Regions from separate parts of the Salmo salar genome. Here region 1 is linked to region 2. Evidence: chromatin contacts called from public Hi-C data. All regions are on one chromosome and are shown on one strand. Each heading gives the region's core, a stretch centred on a gene start, on an enhancer-like site or on the middle of the called end of the contact. The rest is flanking DNA. Distances are from core to core; before and after follow the strand shown.

The links. A called contact is a pair of places that touch in the nucleus more often than the background predicts.
Region 1: a Hi-C map of muscle shows a contact between it and region 2, with 3 times the contacts expected there. The contact joins the promoter of LOC106592182 here to the enhancer-like site in region 2. A contact is called at or near these places in 2 of 3 Hi-C or Micro-C datasets (gill and muscle).

What each region holds. Positions count from the first base shown.
Region 1 is chrssa06:24,663,197-24,666,844 of Ssal_v3.1, reverse strand. It overlaps LOC106592182 (protein Tob1), which reads right to left and starts at 2,335. Exons shown (of 2, transcript XM_014183497.2): 1 at 2,049-2,335; 2 at 1-470. The coding sequence starts at 252.
Region 2 is chrssa06:24,580,010-24,584,057 of Ssal_v3.1, reverse strand. No RefSeq gene overlaps it. Among protein-coding and RNA genes, the nearest start is that of LOC106593977, 63 kb to the right of the region's middle. Within about 2 kb of position 2,262, at least 2 of the 13 cell types and tissues checked have an H3K27ac peak or open chromatin away from gene starts, as enhancers often do. A contact at or near this core is called in muscle, where this site is marked.

The sequences.
Region 1 (3,648 bases), core at 1,086-3,585, 83 kb before region 2:
GTGGCGCACATCCTCAATGTCCAGGCCACTCTCTTTGGCTGCCTTCTCTACCACCGGGTCCACCTTCTCCCCTACGTGGATGCACCTGAATCCAGAGCCCTTGTATGGCTTGTCTGGGTACCAGTGGCCCTCATACTTCCCCTTGAGCTGCCTCTCAAGCTCCTCACCGAAGATGTTGACCCGTCGCCGCGGCAGCTTGTTGTAAAGGTAGGAGATGACGAAGTTGAGGGCTACTTGGATTTCAAGCTGCATAGCTGGCTGCTGAACTGCTCCGGGTGCGAGAAGAGGTGTCGGCAGCTGCGTCCTGTTGAGTTGCTTTACGTATCTGTGGTGGGTGGCGTAGGTGCTTCCAGGCAGGGTAGGGTGTGATGGGTTGGGTCAACACCAGGCAAAAGGAACTACAGCTTTGTGGAACTGCTCTAAAAACAAAAGTGCTAGTCGTTCTTCCACAGGTTGAGCGTTGTTTTTTCCTGAAAAAAAAAGATAAATGATTAGCATATTGTTCAGACTGATAAGCAAAACTATAAGACATTAAAAGGCATGAACCATTCTGCCACTAGATACAAGCCATGTAAAGAATTTGCATTACTTTAGTAACATTTTGTATAATTGGACAACATTTTGTAAACAGGCAACACATCTCAAAGATGTGGGTGGCAATGTCCTCTACTTGACTGAGGTTGAGCCTACTACTGCAGACTTTGTAAAGGAATGCAATAAAATGCCCTTTAAACGTTAACCCTTTACTTCCTGAGGGAAACATCTAGAATAGAATTGCAGTCCGTATGAACACTCAAATCAACTAGTATGCTATGACGGATCAAGCGTTCACCTCTTCTCTGTCTTGTTTCAAGTCTCAACGTTTATTTGTCACATGCACAGGATACAGCAGGTGTAAAACCCTTACATACAAGCGCTTTCCCGAACAATGCCTATTCAGTATCAAGGTCTATAGCCTGAATCATCTTTAACAATGCAATGTCACGCTATGGAACAGAACGAACTAGTTTATAAATAGCCATGACAAGCAAGGGGATCTAGTGAATTTGCCTGCATATCTACAACTCAATACGAACAACCTAAAGATTTCATAGTAGATGAAAACGATGTTCATAATGTTAGAAATCTCCACACAGAAAGAGCTGTGCTGTTTTTTCAATACGAAGCTATAGAGAAGCACTAGAACTGATCGTGTTACATAATAAATAAGCTAGCCTCGTTACAATGTTGCCAACGTCACAGAGTCGCAGTTACATTCGGAAAGGCATACTGCACTTTTTTTACAGAACAGTTACATATTAGCAATCAGGCTGGCGATAGAAACATGTACCCTGTAAATATTGTATCAGATTGGCGGCTCTCAACTCGCACTACTTGGTATGCTGATTAAACTGTAGCAGTGAACGTCAACTAGGCGAGGCAGGGGATAGACAGGTTAGGTGTTGCTATTATCGGAACAGTGTCGACATAAACGGTTTAGCAAAATGTAACAACTAGTCTATTCATTTTGGATATGGCGAAGTACAGATAGAAAATGCTAAATAAGCTGTATCCAATAAACAATCATACTCGGTCATTACGAAATAGACGGTTTTCTGGCCAACAGCAGATGGTTTTGTTCGTTTGAGGCAGTGTGAGCAGCTACTTTATAATCTCTGCGGACCTATAAATTACCACTTGATTTACTATTAATTCTTTCCGACCTGGAGATTTAATAACGGGGCCAAAAAAAGAGATGAACACAATTCCATGCATAGCCTATTGCCTCTCCGAAAGTTTCTTCTTTCAATAATTTGACAGTCTTGATAGCCAAGCAAATGTAAAGAACTATTTAACTCATATCCCGTCTTTCTCTCTCTCACACACATGCTTCAGTTAGTTAGGCTACCCCTCCCTAACTCCGGGGACTGACGCAGCAAATCAACTTGATTAAAATCCCCTGCGATATAATCTGGGGTAAATAGTTCATCAAGAATACTGGGCTATAGATGATTGATGGATATCCAATCAAACACGCAAAGAGTAATTGAGGCAAAAGCAATACTTACTTTTTCGTACAAAATGAAGATTCTCAGTAGTTTTGAAGTACCGTTAGGGCAAATAGAAGTGTAGGGTAGATATAAATACTTTCTTCACATATAATATAATATTAACATAAAAAAGTATTCCAGTACGTGTAGACGTTGATAGGTTATCGTTATTTATTTTGCTTTAGTTTAGATTTTTAGATTGTTTGGCGTTTTCCCCTTTCAGCAGGCTTGCAGAATGTTTCTTCCCTTCTACCTGGGAGTTTTACAACTTCGTCCCAGTCGGCTGTCATGCGCCTATATTTATAGCTTTCCTCCGCCATGGGCACGAGGTAGGCGGTGATGCGGTTTCAGAGGTCAAAACAATACGAGCACCAAATCTGGGCCTGCAATTGGTCAGGTTGGGGAATCCAGCCTGCTGGAAATGTACAAACTCGAAAGTCTATTGGTTAGTTATACTGTCAATCCAAGGCATAAAAATGAAGAGACGCCCATAACAAGAACATTTGCGTCACACTTTTCCTATGTCTCTGACAACAGACAAAAATACATCGATTATGAAGTCAGACATATGCTAAATTATGTCATTTGCATATAGTATATTTTGATTATGTATTTTCAGCGATGCGTGGTTGATAGATTATATGCCTTTGCTTGTCATCCAACATGAGTTAGATCAGCGTATCAATCATTTCAGCCGAGATATATCTCCCCTATTGCCTCGACAAGGCTATGATATGGAATACTTGCATTCCAATAGGTTAACTGGTATTGCCAAGTGCTTCCGACGTATTTATTTGACATGTTTTAAAATAATGAGCGAGCAATTTGTTGAGCTGAATACACTCTCACCCATGAAACCGTAATAACCATGCGTTATTACCATGCTAAAGCAAACGCAAACTGTTAGATCAGAGAATGGCAGTTTGAAAATGATGAGTAAAAGAAACCGGGGTTGCATTTGGCAATTTCAGTCAAATCTACAGCTCTGTCGGAAAGGACATTCCCAAAGCGGAACGATACCGTTGGAAGCGAAGGGGTTGATCTCCTGCCGAGAAAACACTCCGCTGATTGGCTGAAAACGGGGCAGGAACTCTTTGGTGAATGGTGTGCCCGTATCCAAGGTGCTGATGTAGCAGCCCACGTCATACCTGGGTGGACAGGGCACTCTCGAGTTTAAATTGGACCTTGCTAAATATATATTAGTTACGACGCTCTACTTGATGTAAGGTATGTTGTCCCACTAACTCACGTAGGAAAAGCTAAGCAAACGTGTACTCACCCTGTATAAATGGCTACACAATGGTTTGGCCGTAATGCAAAACAAACCCTTTCCATTCAACAAAATGTAGGTATCTCCACGATCTCAATGTTGTTGTTATTGAATGTAATTACTCTGTAATAAGGAAACTTCAATGTAAAGTGTTACCACCAATAAGAATAATGTGCATACTGCTCATTGCTGTTCACATCATGCACCTATCAGGCTCAGATTTCCAAGGCCAGTAGTTTTCCATGCTGTTAACCCTATCACACATTCACTACCATGTTAAAACCAGGACTGTAATCTTTTACCACACATATCTGGCATTTACCATGACTAAGACCTTGTGGTGGGACG
Region 2 (4,048 bases), core at 1,013-3,512:
GGAAACTGTCAGAATTGAAGGAATGATCGATGGAGCTAAATACAGGGAAATTCTTGAGGGAAAACTGTTTCAGTCATCAAGAGATTTGAGACTGGGACGGAGGTTCACCTTCCAGCAGGACAATGACCCTAAGCATGCTGCTAAAGCAACACTTGAGTTGTTTAAGGGGAAACATTTAAATGTCTTGGAATGGCCTAGTCAAAGCCCAGACCTCAATCCAGTTGAGAATCTGTGGTATGACTTAAAAATAGCTGTACACCAGCGGAACCCATCCAACTTGAAGGAGCTGGAGCAGTTTTGCCTTGAAGAATGGGCAAAAATCCCATTGGCTAGATGTGCCAAGATTATAGAGACATACCCCAAGGGACTTGCAGCTGTAATTGCTGCAAAGGGTGGCACTACAAAGTATTGACTTTGGGGTGGTGAATAGTTATGCACCCTCAAGTTCTGTTTTATTGTCTTATTCTTTGTTTCACAATAAAAAATATGTTGCATCTTCAAAGTCGTAGGCATGTTGTGTAAATCAAATGATACAAACCCCCCAAAAATCTATTTTAATTCCAGGTTGTAAGGCAACAAAATAGGAAAAATGCCAAGGGGGGTGAATACTTTTGCAAGCCACTGTAGATAGACAGGTGCCTTTCCAAATCATGTCCAATCAACTGAATTTACCACAGGTGGACTCCAATCAAGTGTAGAAACATCTCAAGGATGATCAATGGAAACAGGATGCACCTGAGCTCAATTTCGAGTCTCATAGCAAAGGGTCAGAATATTTATGTAAATAAGGTATTTCTGTTTTTTGCAAACAAATCTTAAAACCTGTTTTCACTTTATGGGTTTTTGTGTGTAGATTGATGAGGAAAATGTTGAATTGAATCTATTTTATAATAAGGCTGTAAGTTAGGGGGTCTGAATACTTTCCGAATGCACTGTAATACTGTAGTTTTTACTGTAGTATTCTCCAGTATACTACAACATGCTATAGTAAAGTATTACCCATGATTGAGGGATACTACAGTGTGTAGTATAGTATCCTATAGTATATTACAGTTTAGAATTCTGTAGTAAGTACTGTGGTATTCTATAGTAAACTGTAGTATTTCTTCATGTGGGCAACTCACTCTCACATACTCACAATCCAACGCCCTCACATCTCTTTTACCCCCACACAAGCAGGTCTCCTACACTCTGACGCTCATCACCTATTCAACAACACTTACTCCCTCATTCACATATTCACTAAACCACTCTCTCACTAACTCACCTATTCACTTCTTCATTCACCCACTCTCTAGTGTATAACCGCCATAGTCCTGTTTTCTGCTTCACTCACCTCCTCATACTCTCCTAGCTATCTCACTCCCTAGGGCACATGAGAAACACTGCTTAGAGATAGGATGAAAAGATAGAGGGAATGGTCTGAGACACAGAGAGTTGAGGAGAGAGAGATGGAGAGAGAGCCAGAGAGAGGGAGTAAGAGAGAGATAGAGAGAGCGACAGAGAGAGGGAGAGACGGAGAGAGAGAGACGGAGAAAGAGAGTGAGAGAGAGACGGAGAGAGAAGGAGTAAGAGAGAGAGATGGAGAGAGGAGTGAGAGAAAAAGAGAGACAGAGAGAGACAGAGAGAGAGATAGAGAGATGGAGAGAGGAGTGAGAGAAAAAGAGAGACAGAGAGAGACAGAGAAAGAAGGAGTAAGAGAGAGAGATAGGGAGATGAGAGAGGAGTGAGAGAAAAAGAGAGACAGAGAGAGAGAGAAAGACACAACCTGTGTTTATGTTGATTTATTTTCCCTTTCGTACTTTAACTATTTGCACATCATTACAACACTGTGTATATATATACATAGTATGGCATTTCAAATGTCTTTATTCTTTTGTAAGTGTAATGTTTACTGTTAATGTTTTATTGTTTATTTCACTTTTGTTTATTATCTATTTCACTTTCACATACGTTTCCCATGCCAATAAAGCCTTTAAATTGAAAGAGAGAGACGAAGAGAGAGAAAGAGAGAGAGAGAGAGAGAGAGAGAGAAACAGTTCCATGTTCTCTTGCTCAGAAAACATGAAAAAGTGGGCCACAGAACAACAACCCCAATGCATACACGTAGACAGATAGATAGGACTGACAGGACTGTGCATTATACCCAGCATAAATATAGAAGGAACCAGTCTCTCTCCACTGCACCCATATGGACATGACCTCCCTCACTCACGGAGCACATGGTGTTACGCTGAATACCGTCCCCCTCTCAACCCCTCAGCGCTTCCGTCACACTCTACAAATAACTCACACAGGGTCCCCACACCCCTCACAACTTCTCATTGGTCGATACAGAGATGTCAATCATTGTTTACCTGCCCTTGTGACCTTTTATTGGTCGATATGGAGCTGTCAATCATGTCCAAGCCCCGCCCAGCCCTGTGTTTTCTGTTTATTTGTGTGCGTTGTGTGTGCCTCCTGACAGTGCTGTACTGTGCTGCGCTGGCTAGGAAAATGCTTACTGCAGCCGTGACTGTGAAATACTGCACGCTTCCACGGACGGACAAGGGCAAACACTCCTTGTTCAGGGGCTTTAAATCACACAGCACTGGAGGAGGTACACACACACGCACACACACACACCATAAACACACACACACACACACACAACATAAACACACAACATAAACACGTGAGTGCACACATGAGCGTGCACGTACGCACGCACACACACATCCCCACTGCAGAATAGGTGAGAAGGTAATTTTTATGGTCCTGTTGTCCTCCTGTCCCCGTTAATGGTCAGGCCCTCCCTGCACCTGAACATCCTGGACACAGAAACACAGAGAGTGAGGGTCAGTAATTGAAGAGAATCAGTCACTGCTGGACTGAGCTGGACATGGGTGTCCATGAAGTCCTCTATGGGGGCAGAGTTCAATACATGGTTGTATGTGTGTGTTTTGTGTCTGGTCAGGCTCTGTGGAGTAGACAGTGTTAAATGTCTGCCGGGACACGTGGGCATCTATACACACATTAACAACAATAGCTGTGGCAGAACAGTTTGTGGGGGAGACAAAGGTGGGAGACATTTTGTGCATGTGCTCACACACAGAATTATGTAGGCATGCTCGCACACAGGCTGCTGTACATATACACAGGAAGTTCTCTCTCTCCTCTTCTCCTTCCTGTCATCTGCCCAGCCTCTCCCCTTTCCTATCTCCTTTAAAATCTTCCCCTCACCCAATCTATTCTTGTATTCCCTCTCCCCCTCATCTACCCTCTCTCCTCCACCTCTCCCACCGTCTCTCTCTCTCTCTCTGACCTGGCTATTTGCCCTGTGACACTCCCCTCTCTGGCAGGAGGGCCAAGTCCCTGTTCTGTCACTACATGTCATCACCCTCTCTCTTCTCCCTTGTCTCTCACTTTTCACCTCTCCCACCCTCATCTGACTCCCTCATCCTTAGGGCTCAGTCAGGGTGAGAGACAGAGTTATGCTGGTTTGGAGGCAGGGTTAGACAGACGGATTGGATGGATGGGTGGACTAGAGAAAGACTAGAGAAAGGCACAGGCACCAGAGCCTCATCCCACCCTAGCCTCTGTCTGAGACCACTAGACAGACAGGAAGAGAGAGACAGAGAGAGAAATGGAAAACACAGAGAGAACAGCTGGTCTGGTAATGTAATACTGTAGCCGAGTCTAACTCCATGTACTGGGCGATAGTATAGGATAGACTGGGCTAGTCTGGGAGATTGGGGAGGATAGACTGGGCTAGTCTGGGAGATAGGGGAGGATAGACTGGGCTAGTCGGAGATTGGGGAGGATAGACTGGGCTAGTCTGGGAGATAGGATAGGATAGACTGGGCTAGTCTGGGAGATTGGGAAGGATAGACTGGGCTAGTCTGGGAGATAGGGTAGGATAGACTGGGCTAGTCTGGGAGATTGGGGAGGATAGACTGGGCTAGTCTGGGAGATAGGGTAGGATAGACTGGGCTAGTCTGGGAGATAGGGTAGGATAGACTGGGCTAGTCTGGGAGATAGGGGAGGATAGACTGGGCTAGTCTGGGAG